Regions from separate parts of the Cricetulus griseus genome. Here region 2 is linked to region 1. A link is a contact called in public Hi-C data. All regions are on one chromosome and are shown on one strand. The core of a region is the stretch at or near the end of the contact, and the rest is flanking DNA. Distances in the headings are between cores, read along the strand shown.

The links. Hi-C and Micro-C count contacts between places; a contact is called where the count stands out from the background.
Region 2: a contact with region 1 is called in a Hi-C map of the CHO-K1 cell line, with 6 times the contacts expected there. The contact joins the promoter of Myc here to the enhancer-like site in region 1. A contact is called at or near these places in 5 of 8 Hi-C or Micro-C datasets (the CHK-Q cell line, the CHL-YN cell line, the CHO-K1 cell line and 1 more).

The regions. Positions count from the first base shown.
Region 1 is chr10:25,883,406-25,891,296 of CriGri-PICRH-1.0, reverse strand. No RefSeq gene overlaps it. Among named protein-coding and RNA genes, the nearest start is that of Myc, 65 kb to the left of the region's middle. Within about 2 kb of position 2,671, at least 2 of the 6 cell types and tissues checked have open chromatin away from gene starts, as enhancers often do. A contact at or near this core is called in the CHO-K1 cell line and fibroblasts, where this site is marked.
Region 2 is chr10:25,947,562-25,955,452 of CriGri-PICRH-1.0, reverse strand. It overlaps Myc (myc proto-oncogene protein), which reads left to right and starts at 3,489. Exons shown (of 3, transcript XM_027431574.2): 1 at 3,489-4,019; 2 at 5,579-6,368; 3 at 7,433-7,891. The coding sequence starts at 5,591. It overlaps LOC113837469 (a long non-coding RNA gene), which reads right to left and starts at 1,214. Exons shown (of 7, transcript XR_003488052.2): 1 at 925-1,214.

The sequences.
Region 1 (7,891 bases), core at 1,422-3,921:
GACTTTCAGTTTCTTTAGTGTGCTAGGCTCATCATCCTTTTTATTTGTGTCATCCACAACTTTGCAGAGTACTTAAGAGAGAGTGTCCAGCCATCATCGAGCTCTTTTTATCTTATTTCATCTTACATACTAACTCCAGCTCTCCTCCGCTAACCACTCCCACCCCTCACCTGTATCCATTCATGGAGTTCTTTTTAAGGTTGTGTATGGTTTTGCCTAGGCTGGCCTTGAACTAGCATTCTAATGGTCCCAACCTCCTATATATTGGAATCATATGTGTATCTCACCACATTCAGGCTGGCTTTAAATGCTTTTAGGTATATTACTGCATTTTAACTTCCAAGCAATCCCGAAAGATAGGGTTATTACTATCACCAGGTTTTAGAATAGGAGCCCAGCTGGGGGCTAAAGGCATCACCCCAGGTAGCTGGGCAGCAGCAAAGCTGATGGAATTTAGGTCAGGGCGGTTTGGCCACTTCCAGAAGTCAGAAGATGGTGAAGAACAAACTAAAAGACTGACTGCCCTTGGCCTTGAGCAGGAGGCTGCCTTGCCTGCACACTCAACTCCGGTCTGAGGAGAAGCAGTAGCTTTGGAGGCGATACCTTTGTTCAGCTGCCTGTCTTTGCTGCCACACACAGCAGGCCGAGATAAGACAAAGGTTCGGTGCGGCAAGAGTTCTGGGCTGTGGACTTGGAGGGGGTCCACTGGGTCTCCGCTAGGTGGGGAGAGATGGGAAGAGATGGTTAGCAAATAGCTCTCTCCAGGTACCCTGCCTGGCTTTGCAACCAAAAGCCGTTCAGCACTGTGTCCCATGGAATCGCTGTTGACTTCACAGCAGACGGAAGCTGGAGCTCCCTTGAAATCGCTAATGCTTCCTCCTCATCCTTGGTGCCCTGTGAGCACCAGCCTGTCTATCTGCTAGGGGGACTCAGGGCGGGACCTGCATCAGTACCAAGATGGCTATGGCCTTCCCTGCACCCTGTCATTAAGAGAAACAACACTGGCTTGTTGATGTGGTCTTGGAGCCCAGGAGTCCCTTTCTTGTAGCCTGCTCTCCCTCTCCTTTTCCCTCTCCCTCCCTTTCTCTCTTGTTTCTTTCCTTCCCCCGCTGTTCTGGGGATCCAGCCTACGGAATAATCAGGCATGCTAGCCAAATGTCTGGGTTACACTCTTAGCCCACGGCCATATTAAATCTTTTCCTTTTCTGTTTGTTTTGCTTTGTTTTGTTAGACAGTGTCTCTATGTAGCCTTGGCTGTCCTCGGTCTCTATGTAGACAGACCCATCTGGCGTCAAACTAACAAAAATCTACTTAGCTCTTCCTCCCAAGTGCTCTATTAAATGCATGGGCCACCGTCCCCAGCTACTGTTTTGCTTTGAGACAGGTTCTCCTGTTGGTTTTTAAATTCCCAGTCTTCTTTCCTCTTTCTCCAGAGTGCTGGGATAAAGTGTTTGTCACCATGCTCAACTCATTCTCTTTTCATCTTAGAATTCTATTACTTTGGTGCGCTGTTTATAGGTTGTTCTTGTTCTTTTTTGTCTTATTTTTATGTGTATGAGTGTTTTGCCCTCATGTATGTATGTATGTATGTATGTATGTATGTATGTGCAACACTTGTACCCGGTGCCTGCAGAGTTACAGACAGTTGTCATTTGCCATGTGGTTTCCGGGAATCGAACCCAGGCCCTCTGGAAGAGCAGACAATGCTCTTAACCGAGTTGTCTCTCTGCTGTCAGTTTATTTGAAGCCAGAGCTCCGAGCATGCCAGGCAAGTGAGCTGAATCAATGGATCGCCTCCTGTTTTGATTGGTGGGGAAGCTGTTTCATTGACCTGCCTCTCTTCTGTCATTGACCTTAAACTTCTTGTGAGCAGGCTCTCTGGTGTCTACACAGCCCTAGGCCTTTTGGAAATCAGGTTGAGCCTAACTGGTTTGCCTTCCAGGAGAAGGCTGCTGATACTGCCTTTTAGTTGTGAAACGATTTGGCAAGGTAGGAAGTGAGGCCTTGCCGATTGAAAAGGACCTTCCAAAAAGGCGGAAGCCAGGCAACTGCAAGAGGGAGGCAGCCTGGGTCATGTAAAGGAGTATAGGCCCCCGGTACCTTTCAGCAAGTGTGTCCTCAGTTTCCCTGTTTGTAAATTAGGGGAGATGAAGCACTGAGCAGCTATGAAGAGGACATGATAATCAGAGAGAGGCCTTAAAGGGCAGAGGACCTGGGGTCAGCAACCCCCCTTACCCTCAGCCTCCCAGTCAAAGCTAGCAAATGACATTCCTGTCACCAGGATGGAACTGGGTGACTTCCTGGGTCTCTGGGTGCATTTGAACGTGCAATCGGCCCATTCCGGGTCTGAATACAGATGGGGAGAGGCCAGTGACTTCACCAGTCCGCATCGGCTTTCCAGTTTCTGGCGGACATAAGATATGAGAGCCAGCCAGCTGCCCGGGTACTGGTGTGGAGATTGGAGGATGCAATCAGAGAGGCCTGACGACTGCCTTGCATACAGCCAAGGGAAGCTCTGCCACCATTCACTCAGCTACAAGACAGGGTGGTTATGCCCACGGAGGGATGGTGCCCGGTGCTCAGGGCAGAAATAAGCCCGTGAGTAGAAGCCATTGTGGTTGTTTATTATTCTTCAGGGCTGTTTGCCTGGTGATTCAGCCCTGCTGTTTGGTGCTCTTTCGAGCATGGATTGAGTGACTCATTCATTTACCGAGCACTTGCTGGGCGCCAGGCACTGGTCTAGAGGCTGGAGAACTAACAAGAGCAAACAGACAAAGGTGTCTACTACCATGCTGTGGCTTCCATTTTCATAAAAGCCACACAAGAGAACAGGGTAGAGGGAGAGAGGTAAGGGAGACATGATGCCAGTGTCACGTGGGCCTAGTACCTCTACTTACAGCTGCTGGGTGCTCGGCCTGTGTCCTGTCAGGCCTGGCACACAGTGGGTAGCATGTAAGTATGACTTGCTGTGTTTATCACTACTAACCGGCTTCTTTGGTGGCTGCCTCGTAAAATGTCCGTCTTCCTTTCTCCCAGTTCCTATGAGTTTCACTTTCCTTCCTAGTACTTGCCTGTTTGTCGGGCGGACAGCGTGCGTGTGTCCGTCTTTTCTACAGTAAACGGTTAAACCCTTAGAGGCTGAAGACTCACACTTACTCTTGGGTCCTTCATTCTCATTCTCACGGCAGGTCTGTTCCGTTCCAGCATGTTTCTGTGCTAGCCGAACTTACACTATAGCAAGAAGAGGCAGGGGAGGAATTACACGCATGATAATGACGTTTCTGGTATCTGTGAGCCTAGCCGAGGAACGTTTGCATCTGGAGGCCTAGAGTGGGCTGCAGAAGGATGCTGTCTTCAAAGAACAGTTCCTTTGAGAAGCTGATGCTGGGCTGTCATGCAGGCCGAGGAGCTTGGGTGCTGGTGTGGGGTTTGTGTTTTAGGCCTCAGGGAGGGGTCAGACAGTGGCCCAAGCCCAGGGTGGAGAGTGAGATTTGGGAGCTGCAAGAAGGGCCGGAGGAGAGCCAGGTGTCGGTAACAGAAACAGAAACCAGAGCCACGTGCTACAACGCCTTTCAGAAACTCTGCAAAACCTCTCCTTGTTTGTGTGTGTTGGGGTGGCTGAATGTAAGTGTGTTTGAGCACATATGTGTGCATGTAACGTGTGCAAGCTGGACATTGCTCATGTGCCATCACCGTTTTTGCTTGTTGGTTGCTTTTAAGGCAGGATCTCTCATTGCCTTGGAGTTCATTGAATAGGCTAGGCTGCCAACATGTCCTTTTTATATGGGTTCCTGGTTGTTATGATTGTAAGGCAAGAGCCTTATTGGCCCAACTTTCTCCCTAGTTGTCTTAGTTAGGATTTTATAGCTGTGAACAGACTCCATGATCTCCATGTATAGTTCAGGCTGTAAATCACTGTGTCACCCAGGGTGGCCTGGACCATGTAGGAACCCTCCTAACTCAACTTCCCAAGTGCTTGGGATTACACACATTGCCAGGGCTCCTAACTGAAAACTCTTGCCTTTTATCCGGTGAAAGAGGGAGCCACTGAAAGTGTTATTTTGGCAGCAGCGTGGTTCTGTCCAACTTAGCTTTTGTGATCAGCACGCTGGCTTTGGTGCTGAGAAGAAAGTGAGTGGAGGTTGGATGTGGAGCGTGAGGAGCCAGCGGGCAAGCATTGTGAGCACTTCTCTAGGCTGTGAGCCATTGATGAGGCTACAGGAATGGGCTGCTGGCTCTTCCCTGAAGATCCCAGCGAGTAAAACTCCACCATCCAGAACAGTATAACCTTTTGTGTCCAGAATATTTGAAGTGAACTCTCGGGATGCACTCTCTGTTAAATGCATAGAAAATTTTTGAAAGCGCAACCCAAAGGGCTGCAAAAATCTGAGCAATACAGTTTAAAATGTTGATTGGCTATCAAAAAGGGCAACACACCTAGATATCATGCAATATGTTATTATAGTTAATTTAATCTGTTTTTAGCTTTATTTATGGAGGCCACTGGGAAAACTAAAATTGTACTTGGTTTGGGTGATATTTCCACGAGACGGGCGTGAGGTCTAGGGGGCCTTCCATGAGCGCTATGAGTGGCATAGGATTCTGCAAAGAGAGGAAACCTTAACTTACATAAGGATGCTTCCAGGGGGCTTGATGCCGCTCAGTTATTGGTTGTTTATTGGGCATGCAGGAGGTCGTGGGCTTGACCCTTAACACTGTGTAGAGCCAAGCACAGCTGTAATTCCAGAACCCAGGAAGTGTAGGCGGGAACATCTACTCTCCAGCTCAAGTAGGTCACTGAAAAGGAAGGAGTTCATTGACTAAGCGAGGCTGCTGACACCAGGAAGTAGAAGCAGGAGGATCTACTGTCATGTCCAAGGTTCTGATCAGCGACATACTGAATTTTGGGCAGTCTCTCCAAAAATAACAAAGTCTTCCAGGGGATAGAAGGAGAGTGAAGATAATTCTTGATGTGTTTGCAGGGAGAAGGCAGGCAGGTGAGTGGGAGCACAGCCGTGGGTCTGCTGTAGCAGAGAAGCCTGGGCCCAAGCCCTGCAAGGGCAGGGGGAGATGGGATGTCTTGAGTCTCAGCTGGATCCTTTCTGGCAGGAAGTACTGGGCTGACCACTAGGCAGCCAGGCCCCTGAGCCATGGGGTACCGAATGGAAATAGGAGGTGAGATAGGGGAGGTAGGTCAGCAGTGGTCAGGCTGATTGCTGTGAGGCCATCGAAATGGCCCCTCTAAAAAGCGTCTCACAAGGACGATTTCCAAGGCTCAGATTTAGCAAGGTGCTGGGAAACACGTAGAAGAGGAGCTTCAGGAGCAAACGTGCGACTGGGGGGTTCCGGACTCTTGGTGGACACAGCTGTGATTTGGGAAATTAAAATCCTCATCATCAGAGAAGTGTGAACTTAGCTGTAAGAATCTGAAGGAGGACTGGGGACAGCTCAGTGGTGGAACTCTCTCCTGTCATTCCCAAGATGCCAAGTTCGAGCCCCAGGAAACATCCCCCACCAGGGATGGCAGGAAGGGAACGAGAAAATTATTAAAAAAAAAAGCATTTCTGCAGTTAGGGGTTTGGCGCAGCAGGAGAACATGTGTTTGTCATGGCCAAGGCTCTGTGTGGGATTTGATTACCAACACACACACACACACACACACACACACACACACACACACACACGCACACGCACACGCACACACATACACAGACACATGCACACACACAGACACACACGCACACACATGCACACACACACACAGACACACACGCACACACATGCACACACACACACATACACACACGCACACACATGCACACACACACATGCACACACAGACACACACACACACACACATACACAGACACACACATACATACACAGACACACATGCACACACACACACATGCACATACACACACATGCACAAGCACACACACACATACACACGAACAGGTACACATACGCACACTCACACATACAAACATAGACACACACAGAAGTAAAATTGGAAAATTTCTGAAATATGCCTTTTCGCTGTTGCTTTTTTCTTAGTTACCCTGTGCACGCTCAGCTTCTGGCTTCTCTTTGTTACTGCTCAGTCATACGCATCCCTGAATACTATGTATGCACTGTTCATTTGACTTTATTGGCTGAGTAATATCTCTGTTCAGTGGCTGTTTCATTGTTTAATCTTTCCTTTGGTTTGATTCCTTTCGCTTGGATGCTGAGCTTTATAAACACTGTTGCATAGATTGATTTTTTTTTCCTGTCGTCGGCCCATCACGTGACTAGGGTTTTTGTATTCTAGCACCTAAGTCGTTTTAGAGTTTTAGATAAATTTGCTGTTGTTTCAGAGACATGTGATGTTGGTCCTGTCTGTGATCCACTAACCTGCCTTAGAAATGTTTTGTGAGTTACATGCTGGAAACATATTTATCTCTATTCTGGTGTCTGGTTTTTAGATTAAATCTTCTTCTGTATTCCAGGTTAGCCTCCAACTCATTATGAATTCTAGGCTAGCCAAACACTCACCATCTCCCTTCCCCATCCGCCAACAGTAGACATGACAGGCCGCACCACCCTACACCTAGTCTATGGGAACTTTTTTCATTCTCTCTTTCCCAGAGAATGTTTATGAATATCTGTTGAATGCTGAGTGCTGGGCTAGGCCCTGGGTATTCAGGAGTGCCCAGAGACAGTACGGCGATGATACTTGATACTTACGGGACTTATTGCGTGTGAGAGATACAAGCAAGAAAGCACATACATGAAAGTAAGAGTGTTGTAAAGAACATGTAATATGAGCATTTGCTTTCTTTATTTCCTCCCCCCTTCCTTCCTTCCTTCCTTCTTCCTTTCTTTCTTTCTTTCTTTCTTTCTTTCTTTCTTTCTTTCTTTCTTTTGTTATTTTGAGACAGGGTTTCTGTCCTGGAACGAGCTCTTGTAGACCAGGCTGATCTCAAACTCACAGAGATCCGCCTGCCTCGGCCTCCCGAGTTGCTGGGATTACATGCTTTAAAGCAAGGAAAGACGCTGACCCTGAATTGCCGTTTGAGGAATTGGTGCGAAGGTGGGACACAGAGGTTAGCAGTTAACCAGAGAGACGACGCAGAAAGCAAGCCTGCTAAAACAAAACGTCTTAGTATACCAGAAAAGTAAAAGCATGTCTGGGATCTCAAGCCATATTAATATCAGAAGTTAGTAAAGGCTCAGAATATGGCCAATCCTGATGACTTAACTTCGATCCCCGATGCAGCAGACACAAGGGGGAAGGCGAGAAGTGACTCTTGCAAACTGTCCTCTGACCTCTGCATAAATGACACGGTCTATGTCCTTCTCCATTAAGAACTAGATGTGACTAAAACAGTGAAGGCTTGGAAACTACTTAAAGTGTCCGCGATATTTCAAAGCACTGGAATCTAAAATATCTCTATATAAAGCACCCTCCCCCAGTCAATAACAAAAGACAAATGGCCTCTACAGCCAAGTGAGTGATAGAATTTAAAAGCTATTCTCAAAAGCAGGGAGCAAAAGAGTTTCTGCATGTCACTTCTAAAATCAGGTTCATCGAAGAGAGAGTTTTAAGAGAATTCACCGTGTGTGTGTGTGTGTGTGTGTGTGTGTGTGTGTACGGACACTACCCTGTGTTCTGGCAAATGCAGACAGCTCTGTAATACCATCGAGTCCTACGTCTCTATCAAGACCTAGGGCGTGGCTATCATCCTCAAAACTCCCCCCCCTCCATTCCTTGTGAACCTGCTTTGCTCCAACTCTGATAAGCACAAGCGTTACTTGTGACCTCTCAATGACCCCCCTTCCAGAGTGTCACACTCATTGGAACTGCACAGGCTGTGGTCTCCTCAGATGGGTTCCCTTCTCCCAGCAC
Region 2 (7,891 bases), core at 2,240-4,739, 63 kb before region 1:
ACCTATGGCGCCTACGCTCTGGATGCCAGCCTCCCTATCAAGGCATAAAAACCAGGTATCCTGGGATACGGAGGACTTGTGTGAAGAAGGAGGAGCAGAAGGAGAAACTCGGTGAGTTTCGGGCTAGCAACGGTAGTAAGACCCTGTCTCAAAAACAAACAAAAAATAATGATCACGAGACGCAGTGGGTCCAAGATCTGCCTCTAATGCAGACTGACTCAGTGGAGCCCGTTCCATCATATGGAGAGATGGTTGCTCAGCCTAGACACAGGCGGGTGGGGTGGGGAGGCGCCTTGGTCCTGCCTCAAGGAGATGATGGGACAGACTGAGTAGACTTCCTAGGGGAGGCCTCACCCTCTCTAAAAGGATGGGGGAAAGTGCGAGCAGGAGGAGAGGAGGGAGGTGGGACGGGATTGGAACGTGTAAAACATAAATAAAAAAATAATGATAAACAAGGAGCAGATAAACGAATACCCCCGTGCCTTCCCTTGCACAATAAAATCCAGGGTCCTGCTGTGGCACTTCCAGGTCAGAAAGTGTCAAAGGTGTGGCTTGCTCTGGGGCTTTTCAGATTTGTTCGGATTTTTTTAATATTTTATTTTTTTCATATGTATACCTGTGAATTATGTCCCATCCGCAGCTAGGGCTCTCCCTTGGGTGACTGTCAGAAAGTGATGAGTTAATTTCCGACACCTCGGTATGCAACTGAATAGCTACCTCTGAACCACTTTTTCCTTAGTAATTTCTCTTCCTCTGGCTCCTTTGCAGCCTGAAAGAGTCATTAAAAGGTGGCTGGAAACTTATCTTAGGCAGCTGAGCCGCTGGCCTGGAAACCCTGCGGGCAGAAGCCCTGCCCCCACCCGACCTCCGCCCTCGTTGGCTCCGGACGTTGGGATCTCTGCGGCCAGTAGAGGGCACACTTACTTTACTTTCGCGAAGCAGAAGGACCGTGCAGCCCGGGGAGGGGGCGGGGAAAGAGTCCTTGCAGCAAAACGCAGCCTAGGGATTGGCGACTCTCTCTCGGCGTTTCAGGCAAAAATCCTAGAGGCTGTAGTCATTTTGCAATCCTTAAAGCTGAATTGTGCAATGAGCTGGCTCTGGAGGAAGATACTATCATTTAACAGCTGAACCCTGAGTTGCAAACTCCATGGATAATAACTACCTTGAACAATGTGCGCGCCTTACACTCTATACACTACTTTTTCCCCCTTTTTTTAAAAGGGGAAGTTTCTTTTCTTTTTTTTCTTTTTTTTTTCTTTTTTTTTTTTTTCTTTTTTAGAGACAGGGTTTCTCTGTAGTTTTGAAGCCTGTCCTGGAGTCTGTTTGGAACTCGCTTTGTACACCAGGCTGGCCTCGATCTCACAGAGATTTGCCTGCCTCTGCCACCCAAATGCTGGAATTAGGGCAGGAGGTATCTTAAAGTGCCTTGGGTATCATGAACGAGATATCTTTGGGTTTTGATGCCAAGGGATAAGCAAATCCCGAGGGAATATGCTTATATAATTACCCTAGAGCAGAGCAAAAGACTCCTGTTTCAAATTGGTTCATAAACTAGATTATCATATATGTGTATATGTATACATATGAAGTTGTGTATGTATTTGAGGATTGTACATAATTCACAGCAACTAATCCAGGGGAAAAAAAGTAAACTGAAAAATTAATGCATAAATTAAGTCAGCTTTAATTAGCTGAAGCCACACACAGACGCAAGTATAAAATAGGCAAAAATGCAACATTTCTTTGATCGGATCGGCGCCGGCTTTTCTTTTTTTTTTAATGCATAATTGCAGTTCCAGTAATAAGGAGGAAAGAAGACCTGGGTTTGTCCGGGGAGGAAGGGGTTAACGGTTTTCTTTACCCTAGGGTCTTCGCAGGCTCCCCAGATCCGAGTTGGCAAGTTCCACTCCTCCCCCTTTCTGGGAAGTCCGGGTGCCGTCCCCCCCACTCCCCACCCCACCCCCTCAGCCACCCACACTGCGTATTCTCTCGTCTAGCGCCTTGATTTTCCCCCAGCCCCTAAGCCGGAGTCTGGTGCAAACCGGCTCCACAGGGGCAAAGAGGATTTGCTGCCTCTTGTGAAAACGGGGTGCTGAGTAGGAAGGAACTCTTGAGTGAGCCGGGGTGGGACGGGGTGCAGACTGCAGAGACGGTGGAACCCACCCACCACTGCTGCTCCAGCTCTGGAACCCGCAGGGAGACCTACGGGGTTAGGTTGTCACTCACCACCCCCTGCCTGGTGGAAGTCTGAGCCAGCCGGAGGTGCTGGAGTGTGTGTGTGCGTGTGCCTGTGTGTGTGTGTGTGTGTGTGTGTGTGTGCGTGTGTGTGCCTGTGTGTGTGTGCGTGTGTGTGTGTGCGTGCGTGCGCGCGCGCGTGCCTCTGTGCGTGTGTCCCTGTGTGTGTGTGTGCAGGCGCGCTCCCCTGTGTGTGTGTGCGCGCGCGCGCCTCTGTGCGTGTGTGCCTGTGTGTTGTGGTGTGTGTGTGTGCCGTTGTGGGGTGTGTGTGTCTGTGCTTGTGTGTGTATGTGTGTCTCTGTGTGTGTGCGCGCTCGCCTGTGTGTGTGTGTGTGTGCGCGCGCGCGCACCCATGTGTGTGCGTGTGTGTGTGTGTGTGTGCCTGTGTGTGTTGTGTGTGTGTGTATGCTTGTGCTTTGTAACAGCAAATTGGGAGATCCATTCTGAAAAGAATGTACCCAGTCGACATAGCTGTCCATCCAAAATGCGTATAATGCCCTCCGCAGGGGATGCAATGGGTGTTCATTCCTAAGTGGCTCTCCAAGTATACGTGGCAGTGCGTTGCTGAGCAGTTTTAATAATTCCAGGCACCGTTTTCGTCTGCAGCCCCCGTCTGTCACTGACACCCCGCACACTGCACGCGGGCTCACAGACGGGCCCATTCTTTCGCCCTCACCTTTCTAAAATCTGCTTCCCCCAGCCTTAGAGAGACGCCTGGCCGCCCGGGGACGTGCGTGACGCGGCCCAGGGTACATGGCGGATTGTGCGGAGCTAGGCAGCTGTTCCACCTGCGCTGCCTGAGACACGCACGACAGGAACACAGTTCACCCAAGCGCTGCGCCCAAAGAACAGCATGGGAAGGGAAAGGACGTGAGCGCGGGCGAGCGGGCGAGCGAGAGAAAATGGTCGGGCGCGCAGTTAATTCATGCTGCGCTCGCACTGTTTACACCCCAGGAACTGGAGTACAGGGCTGCCGGGCAGAGGCTCCTCCTCTTTCCCTGGCTCCCCACGAGCGCCCCTCCCGGGTTCCCAAAGCAGGGGGGAGGGGACGAGGGAGGGGAGGGGAGGAGAGAGAGGGAGGGAGGAGAGAGAGAGAGAAGAGACGAGAGAGAGGAGAGAGAGAGGAGAGAGAGAGAGGAGAGAGAGAGAGAGAGAGAGAGAGAGAGAGAGAGAGAGAATCCCCGCCCACCAGCCCTTTATAACCCCAGGGTCTACGCGGCCGGCCGAGGACCCCCGGGCTGCTCCGCTCGCTGCCGCCGCCACCGCGCCCCGCTCGACTCCCCTCCTGCCTCTAGAAGGGCAGGGCTTAGCCAAGCCTTGGCGGGAAAAAGAAGCGAGGGGCGGATCCTGCCGGAGTCGCAGTATAAAAGGAGCTTTTCGGGGCGTTTTTTCTGACTCGCTGTAGTAATTCCAGCGAGAGACAGAGGGAGCGAGCGGGCGGGCTGGGCGAGCTCTGTGCAGAGCCGCTCTCCGGGCGTCCTGGGAAGGCAGCTTGGGAGCGAGAGGGGCTTCGCTCGCCTCCGGGCCTGCCGCTCCCCCTGCCCCAGCCCTCCCGCGGTCGCAACCCTCGCCCCCTCTGGGAAACTTTGCCCATTGCAGCGGGCGGACACTTTTGCACTGGGACTTACAGTCTGCGAGTGAGGACAGGACTCCCCAGGCGCCGGGGAGGAAATTTTTGTCTATTTGGGGACAGTGTTCTCTGCCTCTGCCCGCGATCGGCTCCCCTGAAAGGAGCTCCTCGCGCTCTCTGAAGGCTGGATATCCTTGGGGCGGTGGAAAACCCGGTAAGCACAGATCTGTTGGTCTTCTAATGGATTTTTCTCGGCGCCTTCCATGCAGCGGCGGTCAGGGTAGCCTTTCTTCCAATCCTGTGCTTTTGACACTTTGAGCAGAGTCGTTGGGGAGGCCGGGGTGGAGCTGGGGTGAATCGGAGTCGGGGTAGACAGACTTGTCAAGATGACAGACTAAAGAGGGAAGGAAAAATCGGGGTGCATTTTGAAATCGGGTTCCAGAGGTTACTCTGGGTTGACGCTGACCCTGGCCTGTTGGACATTGTTGCTTTACTACATTCATCGCTATTTGTGTCCTTTGGGGGCTTGGACCCGGAGGTCGAGAAAGTCCTTGGTACCCCGAGGTCTTTGGAGAAGGGATCATTACCTTTTGCGTGTGGGATCGAGAAGGCTCTGCAGCCTCTGACTTTTCCCAGTCTCCGGGAGGGCATTTAAATTTCGGGTTAGTGCATTTCTGACAGCCGGAGACCGACTCAGAGGTGCGTCCCGCCCGCCAATCCCCGGCGGCGGCGACTCCGAGTTGCCCCTGGCCCTTTTAAGAAGTTGCCCTTTGGCTTTAAAAATAGGAATAATAATTTTTTAAAAAATAGTAATAATAGTAAAATTTTAAACCTGACCTCCACGGCATTGGGACTGGGTGCCGCGGCTAGCGCAGTGACGGGAAACAAAACTGGGGCAGGGATGTGACCGATTCGTTGGGGGGAACCAGGGGGAATCCTCACATCCCGGGTTGGGATCCGCGGGTGTCCCCGCGCCCCTGAATTGCTGGGAAGACTGCGGCGAATCGTGATCTGGGCTGTTCCGTAACAGCTGCTACCCTCTGCGGGAGAGGGAAGACGCCCGGCTCGGGGTGCCGGATCGCTGCGGGGTCTCCGGCTGGCGCAGTGGCGGCGCGGTACCGAGTGGAGAAGGGAGGTGTCCCTGCTATGACTTGACACCCCCCCCTTTTATTTGGCGAGCCTTGTTAAAGCCGGAGGCTGAGCTCGCCCCTCCAAGCCAGCAGTCGGAAAGAAAAGCCGGCAGAGGAAGGAAGGGGGCGCGCTGGGGGTGGAGAGAGAGGAGGGCGGAGAGGGGCGGCGGCATCGGCGTCGCTAGTGGGGACCCGGGCCGGGGTGGCGGCGCAGAGAGCCGGTGCGGGAGGGGGGCCAGCACCGCGGCGCCTCTCGCCTTTCTCCTTCAGGTGGCGCAAAACTTTGCGCCTTGGCTTTTGGCAGCCTGCGTTCCCTACAGTCGCCTGGCTCAGCCTCTGGAGGAGGCCAAGGCCGATGGCGATTCCTGGGCGTCTGCAGGGCTGAGTCCCTGCTCCAAGGAGGCGGGGACTCCGAGCAGCTGCTAGTCCGATGTGCGTCGCGCTAGTAGGGAGTGAAAGAGCGCATCCCCCCCAACACACACACACACACACACACACACACACACACACACACTTGGAAGGACAGCAAGCACACTGGAAGGGGAGTGGTTCAGAATTGGGGTGCGCGCTGCGCCAGGTTTCCGCGTCCACCAGAACCGGCTAACTCTAGCGTTGCTTCCCTCCCTGTGCCCCCCGCTAGCAGACAGCCGCGACGATGCCCCTCAACGTGAGCTTCTCCAACAGGAACTATGACCTCGACTACGACTCGGTGCAGCCCTATTTCATCTGCGACGAGGAGGAGAATTTCTATCACCACCAGCAGCAGAGCGAGCTGCAGCCGCCCGCGCCCAGTGAGGATATCTGGAAGAAATTTGAGCTGCTGCCCACCCCGCCCCTGTCCCCCAGCCGCCGCTCGGGGCTCTGCTCTCCATCCTATGTGACGGTCGCTGCGTCCTTCTCCCCGAGGGAGGACGACGACGGCGGCGGCGGCGGCGGCGGCGGCGGTGGCAACTTCTCCACCGCGGATCAGCTGGAGATGGTGACCGAGCTGCTGGGAGGAGACATGGTGAGTCAGAGCTTCATCTGCGACCCTGACGACGAGACCTTCATCAAGAACATCATCATCCAGGATTGTATGTGGAGCGGCTTCTCGGCCGCCGCCAAGCTGGTCTCCGAGAAGCTGGCTTCCTACCAGGCTGCGCGCAAAGACAGCGCCAGCCCGAGCCCCGCCCGCGGGCACGGAGGCTGCTCCTCCACCTCCAGCCTGTACCTGCAGGATCTCACCGCCGCCGCGTCCGAGTGCATCGACCCCTCTGTGGTCTTTCCCTACCCGCTCAGCGACAGCAGCTCGCCCAAGTCCTGTACCTCGTCCGACTCCACAGCCTTCTCTCCTTCCTCGGACTCGCTGCTGTCCTCGGAGTCCTCCCCTCGGGCCAGCCCGGAGCCCCTGGTGCTGCACGAGGAGACACCTCCCACTACCAGCAGCGACTCTGGTAAGCCGGGGCATTCCCCAGCAGGACAGGATGGAGAGGTTGTTGGATGGACCTCTCATTGGCTTTAATTCAATTGACCCCCGGGCTCACCCCTCTTTCCCTCTCTGTCAAGGGCTCTTCATCCCTGGATTCCTGTGCTTCAGCGAGCCCCCCTCCCTCCACTTCTCCCAGACCGCCCTGGTTGTCAGCGGCTACCCCTCCCCAACCTTCACCCCCCCCCCCCCCCCGAGCGCGCGCGCCCTTCCCACCCCTCAGGAATTTCATTTGGGTTTTTAAACCTTCTGGCTTATCTTTCAACTCAACCCACTCCCTTTTACCTCTCCTAAGCATTTTAATTACCCTGGGAAGGGTGTGAATGAGGCTAAGAGCTGATCCCATGGAGGGTGAATGAATTACCTGCTTCTCTTGACTTCCGGAAAAATATTTGAATTCTAATGGATAAGTTTGCACAAGACCCAAGAGAAGCAATGACAGAGGCAGGACACACTTTAGCCTCAGTGCCTGGCACTAGTGAAAGTTCCTAAAGACTTGAGGAACTGGTCTTTTTTTTTTTTTTTTTCCCATCCTGTTTTGAACACTTCAAAGCCAATCCTGTCCAATTTGGATTCCCCCCACCCTCACCCCTACCAGGACGTTTGGCAAAGCAGCAAGCCTATTTTTAATTATTGCACTTCCAGTAAAAAAAGGGAGTTGCTAAAGTCATACCCAGAGATCTGCAGCTATCACTCACAGCACCTGAAGGGTTCTTAGTAAAGTCCTTTAAAAACAGGAGGTGCTTGGGAATATGCCTTGCTTTGGGTGTGTCTGCAGCCTCATTAAGTCTTAGGTAAGAATTGGCATGGATGCCACATCCTGGTACATGGTAATTTTCTCACCTGTGCCCTAACTCTGCTCAGCCTTTCTGGGGAGAAAGGAAGATGGTGTCTAGATCTGGTTCCAAGTTTTCTTCAGAGCCCCTCATGACGTGGCAATACTTGGTATTTGCATAGCATTGGTCCAATGCTATATAGTGCCTAGGTTTAAGCAGGCATTACTAACGGTGATCTCCCTCTCCTTTCCTGCAGAGGAAGAACAAGAAGATGAGGAAGAAATTGATGTCGTGTCTGTGGAAAAGAGGCAGCCCTCTGCTAGGAGGTCCGAATCAGGGTCATCCCCATCCGGAGGCCACAGCAAACCCCCACACAGCCCGCTGGTTCTCAAAAGATGCCACGTCTCCACTCATCAGCACAATTACGCAGCGCCCCCCTCCACGAGGAAGGACTATCCTCCAGCTGCCAAGAGGGCCAAGTTGGACAGTGGCAGGGTCCTGAAACAGATCAGCAACAACCGCAAATGTGCCAGCCCCAGATCCTCAGACACAGAGGAGAACGACAAGAGGAGGACACACAACGTCTTGGAACGCCAGAGGAGAAACGAGCTGAAGCGCAGCTTTTTTGCCCTTCGTGACCAGATCCCGGAGTTGGAAAACAATGAAAAGGCCCCCAAGGTAGTTATCCTCAAAAAAGCCACCGCCTACATCCTGT